Linked DNA regions of Mus musculus: region 2 is linked to region 1. A link is a contact called in public Micro-C data. All regions are on one chromosome and are shown on one strand. The core of a region is the stretch at or near the end of the contact, and the rest is flanking DNA. Distances in the headings are between cores, read along the strand shown.

Evidence for each region. Hi-C and Micro-C count contacts between places; a contact is called where the count stands out from the background.
Region 2: a contact with region 1 is called in a Micro-C map of the HL-1 cell line, with 3 times the contacts expected there. The contact joins two enhancer-like sites. A contact is called at or near these places in 2 of 15 datasets of contacts at CTCF or cohesin (embryonic stem cells and large pre-B cells), 4 of 484 Hi-C or Micro-C datasets (the HL-1 cell line, the N1E-115 cell line, bone marrow-derived macrophages and 1 more), 5 of 115 datasets of contacts at active chromatin or transcription factors (cardiomyocytes, embryonic stem cells and large pre-B cells) and 2 of 9 other capture datasets (embryonic stem cells and liver).

What each region holds. Positions count from the first base shown.
Region 1 is chr2:166,084,776-166,089,541 of GRCm38.p6, reverse strand. Sulf2 (sulfatase 2) reads left to right here. Exons shown (of 21, transcript NM_028072.5): 6 at 194-344; 7 at 2,381-2,556; 8 at 3,731-3,859. Among named protein-coding and RNA genes, the nearest start is that of Gm52534, 33 kb to the left of the region's middle. Within about 2 kb of position 2,796, at least 18 of the 459 cell types and tissues checked have an H3K27ac peak or open chromatin away from gene starts, as enhancers often do. A contact at or near this core is called in the HL-1 cell line and bone marrow-derived macrophages, where this site is marked.
Region 2 is chr2:166,397,383-166,402,110 of GRCm38.p6, reverse strand. No RefSeq gene overlaps it. Among named protein-coding and RNA genes, the nearest start is that of Gm30796, 5.2 kb to the left of the region's middle. Within about 2 kb of position 3,125, at least 108 of the 459 cell types and tissues checked have an H3K27ac peak or open chromatin away from gene starts, as enhancers often do. A contact at or near this core is called in the HL-1 cell line and bone marrow-derived macrophages, where this site is marked.

The DNA.
Region 1 (4,766 bases), core at 1,547-4,046:
ACCAGAAAGTTTTCAAAGGAAGACTCATGCCAAGCTGCTGGCTTTCTGCACTTGGGGGAATTCATGTCCATTTAAGGCTCTGCCACCTCCTGAAGGTGGCTCCCTCCCATTTACACCTTAGACCAGTCCACTTGCCCCCAACTGGAGTGAGCTGTTCACGGCACTTGTCTTGACTGCCTTTGTTTGCCACCAGCACACCGAGTTACAACTATGCACCCAACCCAGACAAGCATTGGATCATGCGCTACACGGGACCCATGAAGCCCATTCACATGGAATTCACCAACATGCTACAACGAAAACGCCTACAGACCCTCATGTCTGTGGATGACTCCATGGAGACGGTAGGCTCCGCCCCTGCCCCGCCCCCTGGCAAGCCTCTGACCTAATCTGAAAATCTAAGTCAAAGAGCCAAACACTATGCCAACTTGGGAAAGGGGCTTGGAGCAATCCAGAGGGAAGGCTTTTGACTCCTGAAATTTTCCCATGAGTCTTTGCTGCTTGATGAAACCACAGTCTTTGCTGCTTGATGAAACCACAGCTGCTTTTCTTTCTTAAAAAAAAAAAGAAAGAGGGGGCTGATGAGATGGCTTATCGGTTAAGAGCACTGACTGCTCTTCTGGAGGTCCTGAGTTCAAATCCCAGCAACCACATGGTGGCTCACAACCACCCGTAATGAGATCTGAAGACAGCTACAGTACACTTACATATAATAAATAAATAATATCTTTAAAAGAAAGAAAGAAAGAAAGAAAGAAAGAAAGAAAGAAAGAAAGAAAGAAAGAAAGAAAGAAAGAAAGTCAGGCGTGGTGGCGCATGCCTTTAGTCCCAGCACTTGGGAGGCAGAGGCAGGCAGATTTCTGAGTTCGAGGCCAGCCTGGTCTACAGAGTGAGTTCCAGGACAGCCAGGGCTACATAGAGAAACCCTGTCTCTAAAACCAAAAAGAAAGAGAGAGAGAGAGAGAGAGAGAGAGAGAGAGAGAGAGGGGAAGGAAGGAAGGAAGGAAGGAAGGAAGGAAGGAAGGAAGGAAGGAAGGAAGGAAGGAAGGAAGGAAGGGACTAGAGTCTCATTCTGTATAACCCAGGAAGGTGTAGAACTCATTAAGTAACTAAACTGGCCTCTAACCCATGAGGAGTCTCCTGTCTCGGCCTCCTGAGTTCTAGAATTACATACAAAAGCTACCATGCTTGGCTGCTTTTATTTCTTAAAAAAAAACAAAAACAAAAACAAAAAAACAAACAAACAACAATATCAAAAACCCACTTAAAAGTTCAGTAGCTTTATTGAGCTATAACTCATACACTCAGTTAAAGTATACAACACAATGGGGTTTTTTGTTTTGTTTTTAAGACAGTCTCCTGTAGCCCAAACTGGCCTAGCACTCACCTCCTGCCTTCACCTCCCACATTCTAAGATTCCGGATGTGTGCCTCGTGCACGGCCCTCACTGACTTGCATTCACTCAGAGTTCTGCAACCATTACCACTGTCAAGTTAGAACATTTTCATCCCTCCAGGGGGATTAAACACCTTCCCTTAGCTGTCACCCCGTCTCTGCAGGTACTAAGGTCTTCCTGTCGTCACTCTGGACATTTCATGCAAATGGATCATAAAAATGTGGCCTTTGGGGACTGCCTTTTTTCATGAAAGCACAGTTTTCAAGACATGGCGAAGTCTGTATCACAATGTCCAGGACCCGCAGGCTGGGGAAGTCTGACTCCCAAAAGTTGTCCTCCGACTTTCACACACGTGATAGAATATACTACACACACACACACACACAGAGAATCATATTCCACTGTGTGGGCTAACAGCTTACTCAAAGGGGATCCATAGCTATCTAAATTTAAATCAAAATACTATAAAATTCAAACTCCATTCCTTGGCCACACACAACATAGTTCATATGCTCCATAGCCACGCTGGACAGTTGCAGACCCTCATGCAGGATTCTGTTTCAGGTTACCAACTCCCACCCTGGCCCTGGCCACATCTAGCGTTGTTTCCTTCCTTCCTTCCTTCCTTCCTTCCTTCCTTCCTTCCTTCCTTCCTTCCTTCCTTCATGCATTCATGCATTCATGCATTCATTCATTCATTCATGCATGCATTCATCCAAGGTCATTTATTAAGGGTCAGTGCAAGTGCAACACAGCTGCCAGAGAGCAAAATACAGAGACCCCCACACAGCAAGACCCCACCCCATAGGAACTGTCCACAGACAAGGGACAGATGTTAACAAGTGTAAGAGACAGGATAAGGGAGTCAGTTCCGGGGGCCTTGCAGAGAAGTGGACTTGCCCCAGGCATGGTCGAGATGGGAGGTGTGCTGAGAGCGGAGGGCTCCCACGAGGCCAGCCACCTCACCTCTGGCCTCTGTTGCAGATCTATGACATGCTGGTGGAGACGGGGGAGCTGGACAACACGTACATCCTGTACACCGCCGACCACGGCTACCACATTGGCCAGTTTGGGCTGGTGAAGGGCAAGTCTATGCCGTATGAATTCGACATCAGAGTCCCGTTCTACGTGAGGGGCCCCAACGTGGAAGCTGGCTCTCTGTAAGTGTGTCTCCTGTGCCCGTACCCCAGGTCCCAGGCTCACGGGGAGACCTTGGACTCTGCTTGGTCTGAAACTCAGCACAGGTCCAATCCACGCCTCTCAGGGGCAAGATTCTAGAACAGTTGTACCAGCCATTGTGTCGGCCAGGGTGGACTCCGAGGAGGGTCATACCCTTCTGAGGCGGAAGCCAGGAGCTATGACTCCCATGAAAAACAGCGAGGCGGGGTTCCGTGCCAGGAAATGCCAGAGCCTGGGTGTTGCCAGCTCATGGGAAGGTTCTTTGATTCCCACCCCGTCTGGGCAGTCACTGGTCTGGTGGCTGTTGAGGAAGAGATCTCAGACTTAAGCAGAGAGCCATTGTCCACTGGGCCTGCTCCTGGTGGCAACACCGAGTAAGCTGTCTGCCGTCTGCTCTTTCCTCAAGGACCGTGTGGGCCATGGCCTTAGCCGTTCTCCTTGGCCTAACCTTTGAAGTGGCAACCGGAAACAGAACCGCTTAGAGGAGGCAGAGTTGAATGAAAGGCTGGCAATCGCGGCCGCCTCATCTCTGTAGCAGCTGGGGGGCTGGGGGAGGGGGGGTCAAAGTCCAGTCAGGTATATCCAGAGGGAGGACTGGGACTTGCACAGCCCATCTTCCACGCCAGCAAGGGAGAGAGGCAGGAGGATACCGCCAGTGAGACCGCTGAACATCTGTCCACAGAACAGCTGGAGCGCCAACCCATCCCTCATAGTCTTTGCCGGGCCCCTCTCACATGGGTGGCTACTGAGTGGATCACCCTAATGTGATCCCAGGAGTGGGGTCCCCAAGCCTATGGGGCTTGTCACCAGACTCCTTGTTAAGAGCTAAAAGCGACACACGGCTGCCTCGAGGAAAATCATTCTGGGTCGAGTATAACAGGTGCTCAGAGGCCAGACTGTGCGTGCCCAGCCAGCAAGAACCAACAAGAGGGCGGGCATGAACCCTAGAGGCAGAGGAGGATAGTATTAGGGCATGTAACCTTGACAGTGCAGCACCGGACGGTCCGGCTGGAACTGGCCTCCCTACGGGTCAGAGTGTCAGGATGGAAGCTCTCTCATTTGCAGATGTCCCTCCCTCTTCACCTCCAGATGCCTCTGTCCCAAGCTAAGCTGCCACCCAGGTGGCCAAGTTTCCACTCCCTCTCTGTTCCCCAGGAACCCCCACATTGTCCTCAACATTGACCTGGCCCCCACCATACTGGATATCGCTGGACTGGACATCCCTGCAGACATGGACGGGAAGTCTATTCTCAAACTACTGGACTCAGAGCGGCCAGTGAACCGGTGAGAAGGAGCAAGAGAGACCCAGGGAAGGAGGCTCCCTAGCCAGGGGGAACTCAACCACGGGGAACTGGGAAGGCCACTGGAATCAGGATCTAGGTGCCCCCCACTAACCCATGAGAGATTGAAGGACCAGCCCTCTCTGGGATTCTATCCTCCCATTTGGAGCTAAGGACCTTCCAAAGCTAAAAGGATGAAAAGCCCAAAGTTAACAGTAGCACTGTGCTGTGCCCCGGGCACTCCAGCACGTTGGCCCTCATAGTAACCCAGTAAAGGAAAGTTGTGTTCTCTGAATCCTAGAGAGATAGAGGATAACCAAGAAGTCAGACTCTTCGTCACAATGGCTATGACTTTTGTGGCCCTATTGATGGGTGGTGGGACTGACCGGGAGTGTGTTCCAGGTGTCCTGGGTGGCTGAAGGAAGCAGCAATGAAATGGGGAAAACAAAACAAGGAAGGTGGAAAGGAAGGTGGCTAGAGATGAGGAACCAGAAAGGCAGGAGCGACCCCTTGTGGTCAACAGTGAAACTGCCCCCTGGATAACAGATCTTTCTGTGAGCCTCTCCTAGACTTTCCTCCCAGGGGGCCCAGCCCTGAGATCTACAGGTGGCTGGTGGCCCTGTAAGGTCGGTACATCTTCCAACGAAGGGGGCTGGAAGGGTCTAAAATGGACACATGCAGAGTGTAGGGGCACAGGACACTTGAGAATCGGGGACCACAAGGGGTCGCTCCTGCCTTTCTGGTTCCTCATCTCTAGCCACCTTCCTTTCCACCTTCCTTTCTGTTTTTTTTTTTTTGTTTTTTTTTTTCCCCCATTTCATTGCTGCTTCCTTCAGCCACCCAGGACACCTGGAACACACTCCCGGTCAGTCCCACCACCCATCAATAGGGCCACAAAAGTCATAGCCATT
Region 2 (4,728 bases), core at 1,876-4,375, 310 kb before region 1:
CGCTGGTCTCTGGTGGCATGCAGAGGAAGGTAGAGTCACAAGACTTATGACTTGTGGCTTCCCCTTCTTCCTCTAGCAGCCCCAGCATTCGGTGGGCTGGAGACATCTCCGCCAGAAGTCTCAGACTTCCTTTGAGGCCAGAGCAGAGAGCTGCATAATCCCTCTGTAAAGAGGACTGGTTAAAATGGAAGAGCCAGAACCCCAGGACCCCTGTCCTTTGACCAGAGAGCTCAAGGCAGGATGGGTTTCTCAGAGACACTCTTGACAGGGCTCACTACTTAGGCCATTCTAGTCTGGGCGTCTGAGGATGAGATTCAGTAGTAAAGCCCGTATCTAACAGCCACAGAGCCCTGGCTTCAGCCGTCAGCACTAGGGGTGGGGGAAAGGCTATGACGGGGCTTGGGGAGATGGTTCACTGGGCAAAGTGCTCATGCAGGCACCTGACAGCACCCAGTAACACTAAATACTGAGCAGATAGAGACGGGTGGAGATCACAGGGTAAACAGTCTAGCTGAATTACTGAGTTCCAGGCTCAGCAAGATACTCTGTCTCAAAACAATAATGGTAGAACAGTTGAAGAACTCCATGGACTGACCTCTGGCTCAAAGGGCACTCATATACACAAGTGTAGCCTGCCCGCTTCACACCTTCACACATGTATCTCTCCCTCTCTCAAATCCACACATTCAGAGACTGTGACCAGTGTCTCTAGGAGCCCAGACTGAGTCACCCAAGCAATAAGTCGCTGTCTTTGTCTTGGGGACATGGGAGTCCCCAGTCCCGGCGTGCATAGACTCACGCCATCCTGTCCACAGCACAAGGCCATCTCTGCTAAGATTCGGCGTTATTCTGAACTTGGCCTCATGTTCTTAACACTCGAGTGACTTTGGATCAGGCATAGTGAGCACCCAGTACTCACAGATATAAATGGAAAACTGCTGCAGAGCTGACCGCAGGGAAAACAGTTATTAAATGCCACGGGTCTCTGACTCTTGGGATGACTGACATCTGTGCTTGTGAGCTGGCGGGAGAGAGGAGTCAAAAGTTAGGGGGCTCTGAGTTCTCCTTCTAGAAAGTTCGGCAGCATGGAAGGAGAAAGGCCCTCCTCAAGTGAAGGTGGGCAAGGGTGTGGGCATAAAGACATAGGGGCCCTAGAGAGGGAGCCTGCAGGGTCCCCAAAAGCCAGTGAGGTGACAGAGACAGGCCCAATCCAACCCTGCTTTGCAGGTGTTGCTGGACTGACAGGGGGCGGGTGTGAGGAAAGGGGAGAGTTGGGGTCGGGGAGGGTGGGGGAGAGGAAACAGTAGCTTCTAGGGCTCTGCTGGGCAGCTGGGCCTATGGTACAAGTGGAGGTTGGAAAATTCGAGAAGGAGGGCTAGAGAGAGAAAGGGGGAGGACTGGGGTGGGGTTGGGGTGCTAGGCTAGGGGCGGCAGGTTTCTGGGTTCTATGTGGGTAAACTTAGAGGCTCACCTTCTGGGCTATGCCTCACTGCCGAGGAATCAAGGAAAAAAATAGGCACGTGTGATTTCTGTGTGGAGTTGCAGTCCCCAAGGTCACAGCCGACCCGCTTCCTTCAGTCAGAGGGCCACAGCAGGTTCCTCCCAGAAGCCCCTGTGGCAGAGCCATCGACAGGTGGAGAGGGAGAATTAGCCACGTGGCCTTTTCTCATCCTGTTCCCGTGCTCATTAAGGAAGTTCAGCGCCACCTTCTCGACACCTGCTTAATTGATTATGGGTTCAGAAGCCAAATTTAAACCCAGGCTTCTCATGACTAAAAACAGCAACAGCATTTGGCTTGATTTTTATAATATGCAAGAGTCAGGGTGTCTTTCCCTACATGGAGGAAGGGGGCACAATGTGAACAGGTCCTCTGATGTTTTGAGAAGAGCCAGAAGCAAAAATCTATTGATTACAAAACAAAACAGAAGAGTTGGTAGCTAACCAAGAAGAAAACAAAACAAAACAAAAAATACTAGTTTGTGCTGTCTGCCTGCCTGCCTGTCAGTGTTCTGCCTGGCTAAGCTCGTGGCACCTTCAGGACCCAAGGAGCTGGGCTCAGAAACTATGACAGACACCCAGCTTGACCCTGTTTTCAGAGTGACCAAGCTTGCGTTTACCACTCCCACGTTTGATAGAGGTGTGGGTGCAGCCCACACTTCGGCTCCCTCTGAGTGCCACAAGAAGCATCCTTGTCACCCAGGTGCTGTGAGAAAGGTCCCTTCCCCCAACCTCATGGCTGACACCCTGAGGCAGGAGGGACACGCACTAGGCACCTGCACCCATATAGGGAGATGAGTCTGCTGCTTCCCAGAGGCTGAGGCTGTGTCTGCTCAGAATTGGTGGCTGAGGCATGATGAGGGGGTGTTGTCAGGAGCTCCAGAACTTGGTATGAGTAGCTGGCCTGGGAGCTAATCGGTCACCCACACCCCAGCACTGTGGTGACAGATGTATGTCACCTTGCCTGGGTGCTGGAGGATTGGACTCAGGCCCTCATGCTTCTGAGGTGAAAACTTTACCAACTTTAACCAGGCCCAAGGCAGGCCAGTTTTAAAAGACTAGCCAAATAATTGCATAGCAGGTTCCTGGAGCTGGCCCAGGAGATCGCCCAGAGCTTCAGCGTGAGTGTGAAGTGCCTGGAAAATGTTGTCCCAGCAGGATGCATGGGCTGGGCCTGGAACTTAAATGTCATCAGTCAGGGGCTGGATGAGCCACTGAAGTCACAGAGAAAGGTGTCAGGATGACCTCAGCCTCGGCCCTTTGCTGTGGGGAGGTTTAGTCATGGAAAGAAACTAGATCTGCTTTTTCTGCACCCTCACCACCCCCAGGCTGACGCTGGGGAAAGCACATTTTGGTTGGCTGGCTAGCCAGCCTCCTCTTAAATATTTAACCCAGGCAGGGCAGTTCCTGCCTCCCACCTCCCTACCTCCCTCCCTCCCACCCTAGCTGTCCTTCAGCATCAGAGCTGGGGCCGGGAGGAGGGGCCCAGGACACATGTTTCTGAGTTAGAGATGCTGAAATCCTGGTAGTTACAGCAGTTTTAATAAATGGGGTTAATGCTCCAGGGTGAGGCTCTCCGTGTGCTGGTCACGCACAGCTGCCTGCATCAGTCCAGAGGTTTGTTTAAATGTACAGTTTAGAAGTGGATTAAGCAAGCTCTCTGAAGCCCAGTGTGCTGGGCAGGCGAGCACAGGGGACTGGTCAGAGCACAGACCCAGAGCCAGGGACAAGGATGCACAAGGCTGATTGACTCCAAGGATAGCGGGATGGAAAAGGAAGAGGCTTAAGTGAGATTTTTCAGTGAGCCCACAGCTGTTGGCTTCTTGGGGCGCTCACTGCAGCGGCTGGGGTTGCCTCCGCTTCTTCAGAGTCTGGGTCAGGCCTGGCAGATCAGGTCAGAGCTCGCTCTGTCCTTGGCCACTAAGGTGGATCCTCACTTCTCTTCCCTAGTCCTCCTTCCTCTGTCCTGCTGCATCCTGGATCCCACTTCAGCCATATTTAATGAGCCTTGGTAGCTTCAGTGCTACACCCCAGAGTGGACAAATGACAATAGGATTATTTCTTAGGTTTCTAGGTCTGAGAAGATTGAGGTCAAGGTTCTGGAAGAGCTGGCGTTCGCTGAGGGCCACTTTCCATCAAGGCATGGTCTCGTGACTTAACTACTCCCAAAGGCCGTGCTTCTCAACTGGGTTTTGTGGGGAATGGAGTGCTGACATACATCTGGACGCCTTTAGGCAAATGAATCCAGCTCAGCATTGCTTGGGACACTGGGGAGCTCATGGGCGAGCAAATGAGGTCATGGGATGCTTACCCGACTCTGTGAGACGGCTTAACCTACAACACACACTAAGCAAAAGATGCACTGCTTGACAGTGGCTCGTGCCATCTGCCCTGAGGTGGATGTGACACATTTGCACAGGTGACGTAGTAAGGACAGGCACCTGGGGACAGGGAGTGGGGCTGGCAGGAAGAGGTGCCTCCCAGAGGCAGGAGCAATGGCGGCGGCGGCGGCAGCAGCAGCAGCAACAGCAGCAGCAGCTTTGAGGAGAGCCTGAGACTTGGAAGGGAAAAGCTTGGTAACACACTGTAACAGGTACGAGCCTGACTCTCTGGTGAACCATCTAGGTTCTCGTGTCTCAAGACAAAGGACTACACTGGGCACATATGGTGAGAAACAGAAATAAAGGTGAGCCAAGAAGCAAGATCACTGAGCAAGGGAAATGGACTTCCAAGAATAGGAATGGGCTATTGAGCAGAGGGGAAAGCCAGAAGCACTGGGTTGGAGGCAGGGGACACTTAGAAGGCATTCACATAGCACCCACCTCTCCCACATCTGTATAGCCTGGGTTTTCCTTGTACATGCCCTGTTTGCGACTTGAAGCCTGGGTGATGGAGGGCTTCTAGTCTTTCTCTTCAAACCAGCTTCTTTTGTATGTAAATCTTTTAAAAGGATTTATTTTTATTATTGTTAATTATATGTGTGCACATATGTCCGTGTGGGGGTACTGCACATGAGCGCAGACCCACAGAGGCCAGAGTCATCAGATCCCTGGTTACAGGCAGATGTGGCCCACCCAACTTTGTAATGGGAACTTAACTCAGGTCCTTATGTCCTCTGTAAGAGCAGCAAGTGCTCTTAACGGCTGAACTAACTCCAGTCCTTGTGTGTGAATCTTGACGGGCCTTTCTCCAGTCTCTACTTTCCTGCTGAGAAGAGAGGAGAGCCACAAT